2 separate regions of the Sus scrofa genome follow, and region 2 is linked to region 1. A link is a contact called in public Hi-C data. All regions are on one chromosome and are shown on one strand. The core of a region is the stretch at or near the end of the contact, and the rest is flanking DNA. Distances in the headings are between cores, read along the strand shown.

Region 1 (6,615 bases), core at 1,799-4,298:
GACTGACCCCAGTCTTCTCCCTCCATGGCCTGGTCTGACCTTTATACTGTGCCAGCCTTAGTTTTCAGGAACGATGACACAGATTCTTGTAGGACACTTCCTCTGATCCCTCTTCATCTGATGCTAAAGAAGCAGGGGTTCTCAAAGTTTGGGTGACTTGCCCCAGGTTCACTGCAAACAAACCCAGACTCTGGACTCTTCGGCAATGTGTATGCAAACTCTATCTCCCAACTCACGTTATAATTTCGGGCTGTTTTATCTTCATTTCTAGTGAATCTTTATTGGGCAGTGGCTTCTACCGTTTGGCTTAGGTTTTACCTTACCCTCTGTCAACTAGTTCATGATTTGTAATTGAAAGAGAAGGAGGTTGGGTTGGGGCTTTTGTACTTGCAATGGATAGTCAATAAGGAGAAGACTCTTTTCAAAACCTAAACCTCCCGTAGTACAGTGTTGACACCAATGAGTGTTTGCCACTGAGGTCCTGAGCACAGCTACACTCAAAGTCAAAATATAAAATTCCTCTTTGTATTTTCTTACAAAGACACATGTTGGAAGGTGAGAGGGGGCCTGGGAGGGTGAGCAGTGAGAGAGGGAAAACGCCCAGAATCTGGGAACCAGTAGGCATGTGATGTGATCTGACTTTTCTTGAGGATTAATGATCCAATTTTTAAAATTTTATTTTATTTGTCCTTGTGGTGAAGTCGATGATACAGTTCTAAATAATATGACAGGTATGGCAGAAAGCCACGTTTTAATTCCTTGATTTATTCATCCTTTTCTGAAATCAACAAATATTTACTGAACTTCTCCCCTGAGCTGGGTACTGCAGAAGCCTGGTGCTGAGGATCCAGAAATCAATCAAACCAGGTCTCTGCCTTCCTGGAGCCCAGTGAGAGAGACAAATGAGAGGGTTTGAGGGGCACAGCTCCAAAGCAGTGGGAATGGTGCCATGATGTAGACAGGGTCAGTGTCAAGGCCAAGTCCTTGGCCAGCAGCATTTCCTTGGGTGGAGAAGTTGAGATACTTGGGCTTCTTGGAAGCTGGGAGGCTGTGTGGGTGCGAGGTGGGGGCAGTTCAGGCAAAGGGGGTGGCTGCAGTAGAGGGCCTGTGGCTGGAATGAATGACCGGGGGGTGGGGTGGGGGGGTGGCTGCAAACAGCAGTGGCCATGGGGAGAGCTGTTGGAGAGAGAGATGAAGTTGGCGCGCTTGGCAGGTTTGGTTCTGAAGAGCCCTGTGTGTTATGGAAAGGAATTTCAGTTGTCTCCTGGAGGCAAGAGAAGAGCTATTGAAGAGGCTGAGCAGGAATGTGACATGACAGGGTTTCTATTTTAGAAAGTCACTCTGGCTGCCATTGGAGGAAGGACTGGATGATGAGTGAGAGCAGCAGCAGCAGGGATGCCGTCGAGGGGAGGATGGAAATGCTCAGATGGAAAAGGCACCAGCATCTGCACCAAGGACCAGAAGGCGGAGCTAGAAGAGAGTCTGCGTGGACTGAGATGTTGAAGGAGAAGAGAGGAAAGGAGTCCAGGATAGAGTTTAACTGGGCGTTTGGGTGGTAGACATGCTAAAAAAGGGGGGAGGGGCATGTCTTTTAAGACACTAAAAAAAAATAACATATTTTTTATTATAGTATGTAGGAAGTTAGGAAAATAGAGACAAGGAAAAAAACACCCAGGAATCCCCTCATCATGTGCATATTTTGAATTATTTCTGATATCGCCCCCTAGTTTGTAACTAGGTCAGATTCTTAGGTGATCTCTCTCTTGAGCATCGGGTGGCAATGGGAAGCCCTGAATGCTTCCTCAGGCCTGTGAAAGACTCACTGTTTAGACCTGTTGTTGGAGGCTCCACCCTCATTTCCTCTTTTAAGGGAGATCAAATATCTCGCCTATGTAAGTGCTAGTCACTTCGATCCAGAACCTGATCATGAGCAAACCCTTGACCATTTCATTTGCTCCATAGCTGTTGGGTGAATCCAATTATTTATTCTCGTCTACCTCCCCACTGGCCATAAAAATGATCAGGATGATGGAGCATCTCACGCTCTTGTGTGCTGGAAAATTCATCCCGAGGTGCCAAGAAATGAGTGTTCAAATGAACCCTTGCTGTGGCTGGTGAGGCCCACGTGCGGGAGAAGTTTTGTACTTAGTGCTCGGGTGTTTTTACTGCCAGGATATCCTCTGAGCACAGTACGGCCTCCAGCCCTGCTCCATCTGGACTGCCCAGCCTGAAAAATAAAAAGCAATGGATGAGAAGCCTACAGAAAATGGTCCTGGCTGTAGGGGGCTCTTGAAGTTCAGAACTACTTTTCTAAGAGTGAAGCCCATGTTTTGCAGAGGCCGCAGAAAGGAGAGGAAGCCGCAGCCTTCCTGGGGGAAGTATGATACAGAATGTCAGCGGACTTGGCTTTGAATGAAAGGCCTTGAGGACAACCAGACAGTGGCCTTATTCTGTGTTATCAGGCTGAAGGGTGATCTTGGGCAAAGCGGACCTTTGACAGAGCCAAGCCTGGAAGGGAAGCCAGATTAGTTTGCTCACCCAGAGCATAGATGTGGTTTCAATGGAGTCTTAGCACACATGAGGCCACTGGATTCATTCCTTGGCTTCTCCATGCCCTCCATGGCCACCAGGAGACTTCCCTCTCCTGGGCAGCCTCTGGGGGGGACATTGAGAGATCCGTGAATCCAGGGCAGGGGGAGAGGAAGAGTAGGAGATGGAGAGTGAGAATGGGGAAAATGCTGACGGCCAGTACAGGAGTTGGAACCATTTTTATCTGTCACATGCCCTTGTGCCGGGAGAGCAGGATGGCATCCAACGGTTTGTTCTCTGGGGCTTTGCCCAGGCTAATTTTACATGACAATGGCTGCTCTATGTTCTTTCATGGAGCATTGGAATGAATTTGCAGGCACCACGTGGCCTGGCGGCCAGAGTTGGAAAAGTCTTCCTCTTGGACTTCCGGCAGCAGGCGAGGGACCCAGGCTGTGAGCGACCCAGGAGGCTAGACCAGCACTTCCCCTGGCGGCTCCTGCTGTTCTGCCAGCAGGGGACCTTTACCGATCTTGGGAGGGGCAGCCCAGGGCACAGCAGGTCACTGTCCCTGTCCACACGAGCTGGAAGGAAGGTTGGACTTTTCACTCCCTAGGGGTCACTGGGAGATTTTGCAAGACATGTGTCAGGATGTTTGTGTGGCTTCCTTGGGCCTAGCCCTTCACACACTGTCCCTGTGGAAATGCCCAGTGTGGTCAGAGAAAGAAAGATGCCTGGGAGCCAACATGAGTTGGGCCTGGCCAGCAAGAGGAGAAGCTTCATGACCAGCCCGGTGGCAAACTGATTTCGACATGTACTGGTCTCTTTAAAAACAGATAAGGAGGAGTTCCCGTTGTGGCTCAGGAGGTTATGAACGCGACTAGTATCCATGAGGATGCAGGTTCCATCCCTGGCCTCATTCAGTGAGTTAAAGATAGGGCATTGTCGTGAGCTCTGGTGTAGGTCATAGCCGTGGCTCGGATCTGGCGTTGCTGTGGCTGTGGTGCAGGCTGGCAGCTGTCGCTCTGATTTGATCCCTAGCCTGGGAACCTCCATCTGCTGCAGGAGCAGCCCTAGAAAAGACACAAACACATACAAAATTGATAAGGAAAACGAAGTGACTATTTTTTTTTTTTTTGGAAAGAAAACCACTGATAAGGGAATTGTGACATAAATAAAGAGAAATGTAAGCACTCTGTCCTTCTGAGAGCAATAAAGACATCGAACAGGGAAATGCCAGAAGCCATGACCCATAGTGTGTGCTCCTCATACCTCATTTCCATTTGCACACAAAGGGGAGATTCTTGTTTGCAAGTCACCTTCGTAAAAAGACCTAACTCAGTGACGGGAATGAGCTATAATTATTATTATTTTTCAGTGTGCTCTTTCAGTCAAAATAGCTCTTAAGTAGAAGATCCCAGGGCAACCTAATCTCTTATATCAATACGGCCCCAGAAAGCCTGCGTGGGCCCCACACTCACACCTAGGGCAGAAGCATCTAGAGAAGAATCCTTCCAAAAGGAAATGCATCTCCATTAACACCATAGGCCCCTCCACTTACAGGGCTCCTGGGCTTCCTCTGCGATATGCTGCTCATGTGCATGGTTCGTAAAGCCAAAGACAGAACCACGGAGAACCTTCCTGCCTCTTTTGGTAGCAAGGGACAGAAACCAAATTTAAATTACCCTATAATAACATAAAATGGATGGGAAGGGATGGGGGGGTGAAAGTGATTAGGTCATGTAGCTGGAAGGAGGCAATTCCTTTCCCCCAATTTTTGTTTCTAGAAGAAAGGGAAGAGGAGAAACGTGGGTGAAAGTAACAGACACCCAGCACCTGGGGTCGCTCTGCCTTAGCACCCAAAGGGGACATCAGCCTCCTGCATCCCCCAGGGACTACTGCTTGTCTGTGGTCACTGGGCGTTTCCCACTCAGGAGGTCTTTGGTGTCAACTCATCTTCCCCCTCCTTGAACACGTGGCATACAACCCACGAACAATCCTTATCTTTCTAATGCATATTCTAGGAAGATCAAAGACCACAAAATAGCTTTGGATTTGCAGTAACCCAAGAGGACTGAATGGGTGGGATGCGCTGTATTAGAATCGTGCATCAGGGCTGAAGTTGGTGTCACAAGAAGATGCAACTAAAATCACAGTAAAATCACCTGTTCCCAAGATTCTAAGGAGGGGGCTTTTGACTAGTTAATTTGCACTGCTTCGAATCATCCCACACTCATGAGTTACTGACTTCTTCCTGAGCTAAGGGGTAGAAGACTGTGTTTTGGTTTGATTCTTCATTGCACAAAACAGAGACCTGCTCAAGTGAGCTCAGATAAGTCTTCCTATGGTTCAGTTTCAGGGAGATCCAAGAACAGGGCTGTCTGAGCACAGAGAATGGAACTAGGAGGTGACTCTAGATTCATGTGAGGCATGTCAACAGTGGGGTTGCTCGCTGGAAATGTGTGGGGTTTGGTGGATTTTTAGCTCTAAACTCCTGCTAGGCTACAAGAAAGGTGTTCATATGGTTCATAGCTATGTTGCCCCAAGCAGCCTAGAGTGAAAAAAATACAAGGCCATGTCTCTTGTATTTTTATCTAATGAGTTAATGAATCTTCACCTCATGCTCCAACATTTCATTGGCCAGCTGGTGTCTTCTTTATCAGGTCTACTCTCCATTGGTTCCTCTGATTACCTGTTTTTTTCTCCCATAACTCTGGATGGTACCTGACCCATCATGATCTTCTCAGCCTCTTTTACACTGTGACCAATGGCTTCCATCACTAAGGGACGATTCCATCCTAATTTATTAGTTCAAATTTGGGGAGGGGGGATCAGAAAGAGAGAAACCTAATTATTCAGGTCATCTATCTGTACCAAGTCATAGGTCATGATTCAACTAGAGGAATGGCTTTTCTTGGGTCTGATTCCCACTTTAGTTGTCACTGAACTGAAGGACAGAGGTCAGTGTCAACTGGTTCAAAACTTAAGTTTCTAGGCATCAGGGTATGTGGAAAAAGTACTTTCTTATAGATTGGCGTATGAGTGTGGCAGGCAAATTTTGAATGTTTTCTTGGGTGCATCATTATTTTTTTTTCTTATCATGAGCCACTTATCTTCCTTGGGGAATTGTCTGTAAGAGTGTTTGAAGGCTTGGTTAGGGGTGCATTTTATCAAAGAAGATTTGTCTTTGCTTCTGCCAGGTACTGAAAAACTCTACCAGTTCAGGACTTCTTTCAATGATATGAGTGGCTTCAGATTTTTTTTTTTTTTGATCATTCAGGGCATGTGAATTTGGGCTCCATGTGATTTGGGCATGGTGGTTCCCCTAAAGATATGCCCACTTTCTCCAGAACCTACGAATGTTACTTTATTTGGAAAAAGCGTATTTTTCAAACATAAACAAACTAAGGATCTTTAGGTGAGACCATCCTGGGTTATCTAGGTCTAAGTTCAATGACAAGTGTCCCTCTAAGGGACACCTGGAGGAGAGCTACACAGTGGCAGAGTCAGAGATTAGAGCGATGCAGGCACTGGCTGGGGGATGACCACAGCCACCAGGAACTGGGAGGAGGATGGCCCGGCTGACACCTTGATCTCATTATTTTCACATTCATAACCATGAGAAAACCAATTTCTGTTGTTTTGTGGTATTTGATACAGTAGCCACTGGAAACCACCACAGGCTCTAAATCCACACAAAGACTGACCTGTTATCACACCTTTTCTAGGACTTCCATCCCCTACCCTGTTGAGTACCTACCCAACAGTCTTTTCTGTCCCCTGGGGGTAGAAAATATCCAAAACTGTGAAGGATATTTCACCAATAAATTAGCCTGCCTCAATTTCATGAATGTTGGCATAAGATACGAGATCCCTGGGTCAGAAACAAAGGACATTTTATTACTGGCCACAACAGCGGTAGCCAGAGTTTCAGCATTTGTGTTAGTTTCCTGCCCCTTAATTCCCAAAGAGTGACATGAACTCATAGTGGGTTGTATGAGGAAAGAAACTGAGTTTAGGGAACTAAAGTTTTATACTGGTCAGTAAATACGCCTATCTTTTGTGTAACAAGAAGACATTATCTTTTTC
Region 2 (6,615 bases), core at 2,009-4,508, 140 kb before region 1:
TGCAGTCTTTCCTCTGAACACCAGGTGGGTGGATCCTTTTCTCAACCTGCTTATACCCAGGAGGGGGAAACAACCCCACTGCTATCTAAGTCTTTAACTTCTTAATCTCAGAAATCATTCCTTTTGGATATTGATCCTAGTTTCTAACACTGTGAAGTTTGGGAGGTTAATTTGGATTAAACCTGAGTGAATCAGCGGTTCTTCTTTCTTTCTTTCTTCTCTCTCTCTCAGATGAGGTTTGGAGTCTGATCTGGAAATCACTCTTTTTATTTCTGAGCTCTGGCTCAGCTATATCCTATCTGGAGAGGGTTCAGGATGGGATTGATCAAGCAGCATTGTAAGCAGAAAAGAAATGCCCTCCTGCAAAAAGAGCTGCTTTAATATCATGTCACTGCCGCGTGAAGAAGGAATCTTCAGGTTCATAAAGCAGGTTCTTCAGTCATAAAGCAGGTTCTGCTTTATGACTTCAAATTGTATTACATTCAATGTAGATTCTAAAAATAACAAAACTTTTGCTCTGTCATATAAAACCATCCAATTAATTGCTCCATTTTCTGGGGAAAAACCAAAGGTAGCTAATTAAGGTCTGTGGTTTAAGAATCAATTTCTCCTCGATTTCTACGCGATGGATGCTGATTGAAGATTAGAACACAGACAGCTGAAAAGATAGCAGGGCGTGCGATTCATATTAAGAGACAGGATAAGGACTCTACAGTCTGAAAAGGTGACAGGGAGGCGGATTCAGAGGTGGCAACTGAAAGTGTGTCCTCTGGTACAGTTCCTCCTACCGAGCCCTAAGCCACCCTCAGTCAAAGCCCTCTGTGTGTCCGGGATCCCTTCAGAGCCTCCATCTCTGACATAGGCAGTACTCTCTTGCTGAGGAGCTGCTAGCCTTTGGTGTGAGCAGAGATGCTGCCAGAGCATTTTCCACCCATTTCCCACCCACCCAGCCCTCACTTGTGCAAGCGATTGCCATAGTGGCCATATGCTCCCTCTGGGGGTGGAGCTTCCCAGCAAAGGATCTGCCTCTTGGCTTTGGGAAGAAAGTGGGAGAGAAAATCCAGCTTTCAAATTAAGGGCACATGACATTTGGTGTGCTTCCAAATTAAGTTAACACAATCAGTTCCTTCTTTAAAGAACCCCTTTAAAGGCCCACACGAGCTGGGAGGAGGAGGTTCAGCTCCTCTTGCTTCCTATAAAGGGTTCTTGGAATCATAGCCCTCCATGAACCAAAGGAAGGCCAGTGAGCAGAGCCTGCCTGCCCAGAGTCAGGGGCAGCACAGAGGTGGAGAGGAAAGCTTTGGAGACCTAAGACAGGGGAGGAGCCACATCTCTGAGCCGTCTCATCTCATCTCTTTGTCCAGGGGTCTAGGCTGGGCTTTGAAATGTGCCCTGGGAATGAAGGTCGAGCTGGGGAACCACTCCCACTAGGAGCTTCCAGCCACTTTGCTTTGCCCGCAGCTGTCAGTCCCCTCTCACTTCCCAGATCATCGCTTGAGGATTTCCCACGGCTTGCACCCCAGCCTCTCCCCCATCAGCGCCCCTGCCATCGCCCCACGTCCCTGTGTGCAGAGCCCCCTTTCATCCTTTGATGTCCCTCGCGGCCCCCGAGGAGGCTGATCAGGCTTCCCTGCCGCTGGGAACATTTTGAAGGGTTTTCTCTCTAGAAGGCAAAACTGCCTTCATTTCTGCCTCCCGTTCTAGATTGTTTCAGGCTAGACATGCAGGGAATTTTTCTCAGGGAGGCATTTCCATTTGTGTAGGATAATATTTGCTTTAGTAGCTGGGTACATTTCTGGAGGTCTGGTAATGATAATACTGAGATGTATTTAGAAGTTTACAGATTCGCTGGAATGGGGAGTGGGAAAATATGGTTTTCCTTCACAAGGTCTGTAATAAAGGGCCCTGTTGTGCTGCTTTGGGAACTAGTAGTGCATCCTGCTAGTTCATGGTGGCTATTTAGAGGGACAATCGCACACAGTCCCGGGGTCCCTGCACGTCCTTTTATGAAGCCTGGGGATCAGCAGGCTTAAATTTGCCTTTATTTCAAAAGCCACTAGAGAGAGGGAAGAGCTGCCTTACTTCCAGCCTAATGTGTCTGAGAGTCACATCTCCCAGGCCCCCATGTCACTCCCATGTCACAGTCTGGATGGGATGCCAACTTTTCCACTTGGTGAGAAGATCACAGACATTGAGATTGGCCTTTTAAATTTTTAAAAAATTTTTTAATTTTAATTTTATTTATTTTATTTTATCTTTTGCCTTTTCTAAGGCCACTTCTGCAGCATATGGAGGTTCCCAGGCCATGGGTCTAATCGGAGCTTCAGCTGCCGGCCTATGCCAGAGTCACAGCAACGCAGGATCCAAGTGGCATCTGCAACCTACACCACAGCTCACAGCAACGCCGGATGCTTAGCCCACTGAGCGAGGCCAGGGATCGAACCTGCAACCTCATGGTTCCTAGTCAGATTCGTTAACCACTGCGCCACGACGGGAACTCCGAGATTGGCCTTTATTGGGATGATTAGTGTCTTTGCCAGTTGTGCATAAATTGATAAAACTCTAATAATCTTCCTAAAAAGCATAAAAGCTGATGATAATGAAAATGCAGTGGCATATGGTTGAGGAATCTAGTTAATGGAGAGATTTTTTAATTTTAATTTTTTAAATTAAAAACATTTGTTTGTCTTATAATGATTTTTATTTTTTCCATTACAGCTGATTTACAGTGTTCTGTCCATTTTTCTGCTGCACAGCAAGATGACCCAGTCACACATACATGCATGCATTATTTTCTCACATTATCCTGCTCCATCATAAATGACTAGATATAGGTCCCAGCGCTATACAGCAGGATCTCATTGCTTATCCATTCCAGACACAATAGTTTGCATCTATTAACCTCAAATTCCCAGTCCCTCCCACGCCTTCCCTCTCCCCCTTGGCAACCACAAGTCTGTTCTAATGGAGAGTTCTTACATTAGCGAGCAGGGATGCAAATTCTCAAAACATTTAGGTTTGGGCAGGGCACTCAATCAGCCAGGGTGGTCCTCAGCCTGAGCATGGCCGGAGGACCCAGATTGTGACCGTCCTGGCAGTGGCTCCATGCATGGATTATGTCGCTGTCACTTGGAGCAGTCACTCTTTTAACCAGGTCATGCCTGATCTCTGCCAGCTGGGAAGGCAGCTGGTCCTTCCTCCCAACCCTCTGACTTCCCAGTGGTAACAAGGGTGTTTCTCGCCCTTTCAGCAGGGGGCATGCTCTGCCCAGGATAGAGCTTGGCTCCTGGGCCACCTGTTCCAAAGCTGTCCTCAGGACTGAGGGGCCGTCTTCTCTCAGCTCCAAGAAGGCAGACCTGAGAACTCAGGCCCACTTGGGACTTGGTGAGCGTCCTTTGGGGGGCAGGGAGCAAAGGGGTAAAATGCAAAATATTGCTTACGCCTAAGCTTTGGTTTTGTTTCCGAACGTAAATAAGCCCTACTCTAACCTCCCAAGGAGTAAACTGGAGGCAGAGAAAACCTTAAGACAGAAATAAAACCTTGGGAGCTCCCTCTGTGGCGCATGGGATTGGCGGAATCTTGGAAGTGTTGGGATACAGGTTCAATCCCTGGCCTGGCATGGTGGGTTAAGGATCTGGCATTGCTGGAGCTGCAGTTTAGGTTGTGACTGTGACTGGGATCAGATCCCTGGCCCGGGAGCTCCATAGGCAGGGCAGCCAAAAAAAAGAAAAGAAAAGAAAAAACAGCAAAAAACTAAAACGTTGGTCCCCTCAAGTGACCAGTCACTTTTGGTGTGAGTAAGGGAGCAATCAGTGCTCTTGGGTTTTCTCCAGAGGAGACAGGATCCAAGGGCTGTTTTAACTGGAATGAGATCTACCTGCAGATGTTGAATTTTTCTCAGAATCTTTCTCTGTGTGTTGCTTAAATAGGAATAGTGGAGAAATCAGGGCAGATAAAGAGGGGTGTTTTAGCTTTCCTGTGGGGGGCATAGAGGGTGGGGACCCTGACTTCTTTTCCAGTGCTGCCTAGGATCAAACGAACATTTTGCTCTAAATACGAATTGAACTCCAAGTCACCTGAAATGCAAGAAACACTGGAATTTGTGTCTGTGTGTGTATAACCCCTCGGGCAATTAAACAGCGCAGAAAACAGTAAGTAAATCAGAGACCCATTACACACTAACAGCCAGGAAGCAGGGTTTTTTTTTTTTTCCCCCCTAAGTAAATTGTTTTATTTGATAAAGAATTTTCAAATGAGGCATGTGGACTGAAGTTCATTCTCTCCCTTAATGGCTTTGAGCCTTTGCTAGTCAGTTAGGGCGGCTGTGACAAAACACCACGGACAGGGTGGCTTAACAGATTTTTTTTTTTTTTTTCCCTCCCAGCCTCAGAGGCTAGATGCCAAAATCAAGGTGTTGGTAGGGTTTTTTTTGTTTGTTTGTTTGTTTGTTTGTTTGTTTTTCCCCTGAGGTCTCTCTCCCTGGCTTGCTCATCAGGTCACCTTCTTATGTCTTATGTCTTTACACGGTCATCTTTCTGAGCAGGCACACAGGGCGTCCTCATACGCGTTCTCTTTCTGTGTCCTAATATCCTTTTCTTATAAGGACGTGAATCTCATTGGAGTAGGGCCAGCCTCATGACCTCATTTTAGCTTAATTACATCTCTAATGACCCCATCTCCGATACAGTCCCATCCCGAGGTCCCAAGGGTTAGGGTTCCCACATGTGAACTTAGGGGGACAAAGTTCCAGCCCAGAGCAGAGTCTCCTTTTCCTCACTGGGAAAAATGGACGAAAACTTCCCCTCCTTCCTTTCATTTAGACTTCGCATGTCAGAGGCTACCAAAAAAAAAGCAAGTTATTATGAGGGTAGGACAGGCAGCTCAGGACAATGTGTCTTATGAGCCAATGTGAAAGGTACATCCTCTGTACACACCCAAGCTTTGGAAGCCACGTTTGCCATGAAGAGATGAATTTGCAAAGGTGCCGCTAATGTCATGCTCTCTCATATATTTGAACTTACATGCAAATCACTTTTTCATTTATTTATTCCTCACCATCGATTGCACACCTACTCTCCTGGGCGCTGGGTCAATGTGATCCATTATCTACCGGTGACACAAAATGTCGAGTTGGCGGGATGGATTCTGTAGGAGGTTTTCTTAAGCAAGAGAAGACTCCTCATGTGTCTTCCTGTACAGCTTATATGGGGAGCTTCACCGAAAATCTCTCTTGCCTTCAACACCTTCCCCTGACTCTTCCCTCCTCAGTCACAGGAGGCTGCTCAGGATCTGAAGGTTCAGAAGAACTTGGAGGTGACCCTGGGTTTAGAACTGGAACCACATAGGTTAGACCCAGGATGAAGAAATTCAGATTCTGTCACTCTTAGAGGCTGAATATCTGATGCAGTGAGGTAAACCTGGGTTCTATGAAAAATAAGTTACACACACACACACACGAGTGTACAGAGGCCAGAAAAATTTGCACCTGTCCTTGAGTAAAGTGAGCAGCATTGGTATTTTTATTTTATTTGTTTTGTTTTATTTTATTTTATTTTATTTTGTCTTTTTGCCTTTTCTAGGGCTGCTCCTGGGGCATAGGTAGGCTCCCAGGCTAGGGGTTGAATCAGAGCTGTAGCTGTCAGCCTACGCCAGAGCCACAGCAACGCGGGATCCGAGCCGCATCTGCAACCTACACCACAACTCAAGGCAACGCCGGATCCTTAGCCCACTGAGTGAGGCCAGGGATCGAACCTGCAACCTCATGGTTCCTAGCGGGATTCGTTAACCACTGAGCCACGACGGGAACTCCAGCAAGAGTCCCCCAGTTCCACAGAGGGGAAAACAACACTATCATGCACTCTTGATCTCCTGCTCTCAAATTTTGAAGCTTCAAAGCTGAATGAGGAGCATAAAACCCAAGCTCTGATCTCCGCTGTGGGAACTCCTTCTCTGTCGCATGACACGGTGTGGGCACAAAGGGAACTATAGCCACACTCTGCCCAGGTATCCAAGAGCAAAGGGAGGACGCTTTGATTTCTTTCTGATGCCCAGTCCTGAGTGTGGAGTCTCGTGGTACAGGAGGAGTGCCAAGGAGAAATGAGAAGTCCAGAGCCATGAAACAGATTCGAAACTGAGGCAGAAACCAGCCTGCAATCCTAAAGAGGAAGGAACAAAAGAGCATCAGGCAGGCCACTTGCTACATGAAAAGAGCAACCTTGAAAACATGGGAAGAGGGACCTCAGGAATGGAACTTTTTACTTTGGGCCAACAGACCATTTTGTAGTTCTGAAACTCCTTTGGACTTTAATTCTGCTTTACTTCCAAAACGGGACTGGAAAGGGGGCTGATGAAGCCAAAAATATCAAACAGCTTCAGATCCTTGGTTAAAAACATTAGCAGCAACACCCGGCAGAGCTCACCTCCCCCACTCTTCGCATTTCATTGTAAGAGGAAAACCACGAGCCAACCCACCGAAGGGTGTTATAATTAACTCACAAGCCCTCCTGCGCTTCCTAGTGGTTTTCGAGTCTCTGAGCTGCAGAAGTAACGTGAGATGGGGTTATTTCATATGTGTTACGGAAGGAGGAAACCAAAACACCTTTTCAGTTCCTTTTG

The links. Hi-C and Micro-C count contacts between places; a contact is called where the count stands out from the background.
Region 2: a Hi-C map of heart right ventricle shows a contact between it and region 1, with 4 times the contacts expected there. The contact joins two enhancer-like sites. A contact is called at or near these places in 4 of 47 Hi-C or Micro-C datasets (alveolar macrophages, embryonic fibroblasts, fetal heart ventricle and 1 more).

The regions. Positions count from the first base shown.
Region 1 is chr14:124,317,059-124,323,673 of Sscrofa11.1, reverse strand. No RefSeq gene overlaps it. Among named protein-coding and RNA genes, the nearest start is that of ADRB1, 80 kb to the left of the region's middle. Within about 2 kb of position 3,048, at least 8 of the 83 cell types and tissues checked have an H3K27ac peak or open chromatin away from gene starts, as enhancers often do.
Region 2 is chr14:124,454,259-124,460,873 of Sscrofa11.1, reverse strand. No RefSeq gene overlaps it. Among named protein-coding and RNA genes, the nearest start is that of ADRB1, 57 kb to the right of the region's middle. Within about 2 kb of position 3,258, at least 3 of the 83 cell types and tissues checked have an H3K27ac peak or open chromatin away from gene starts, as enhancers often do.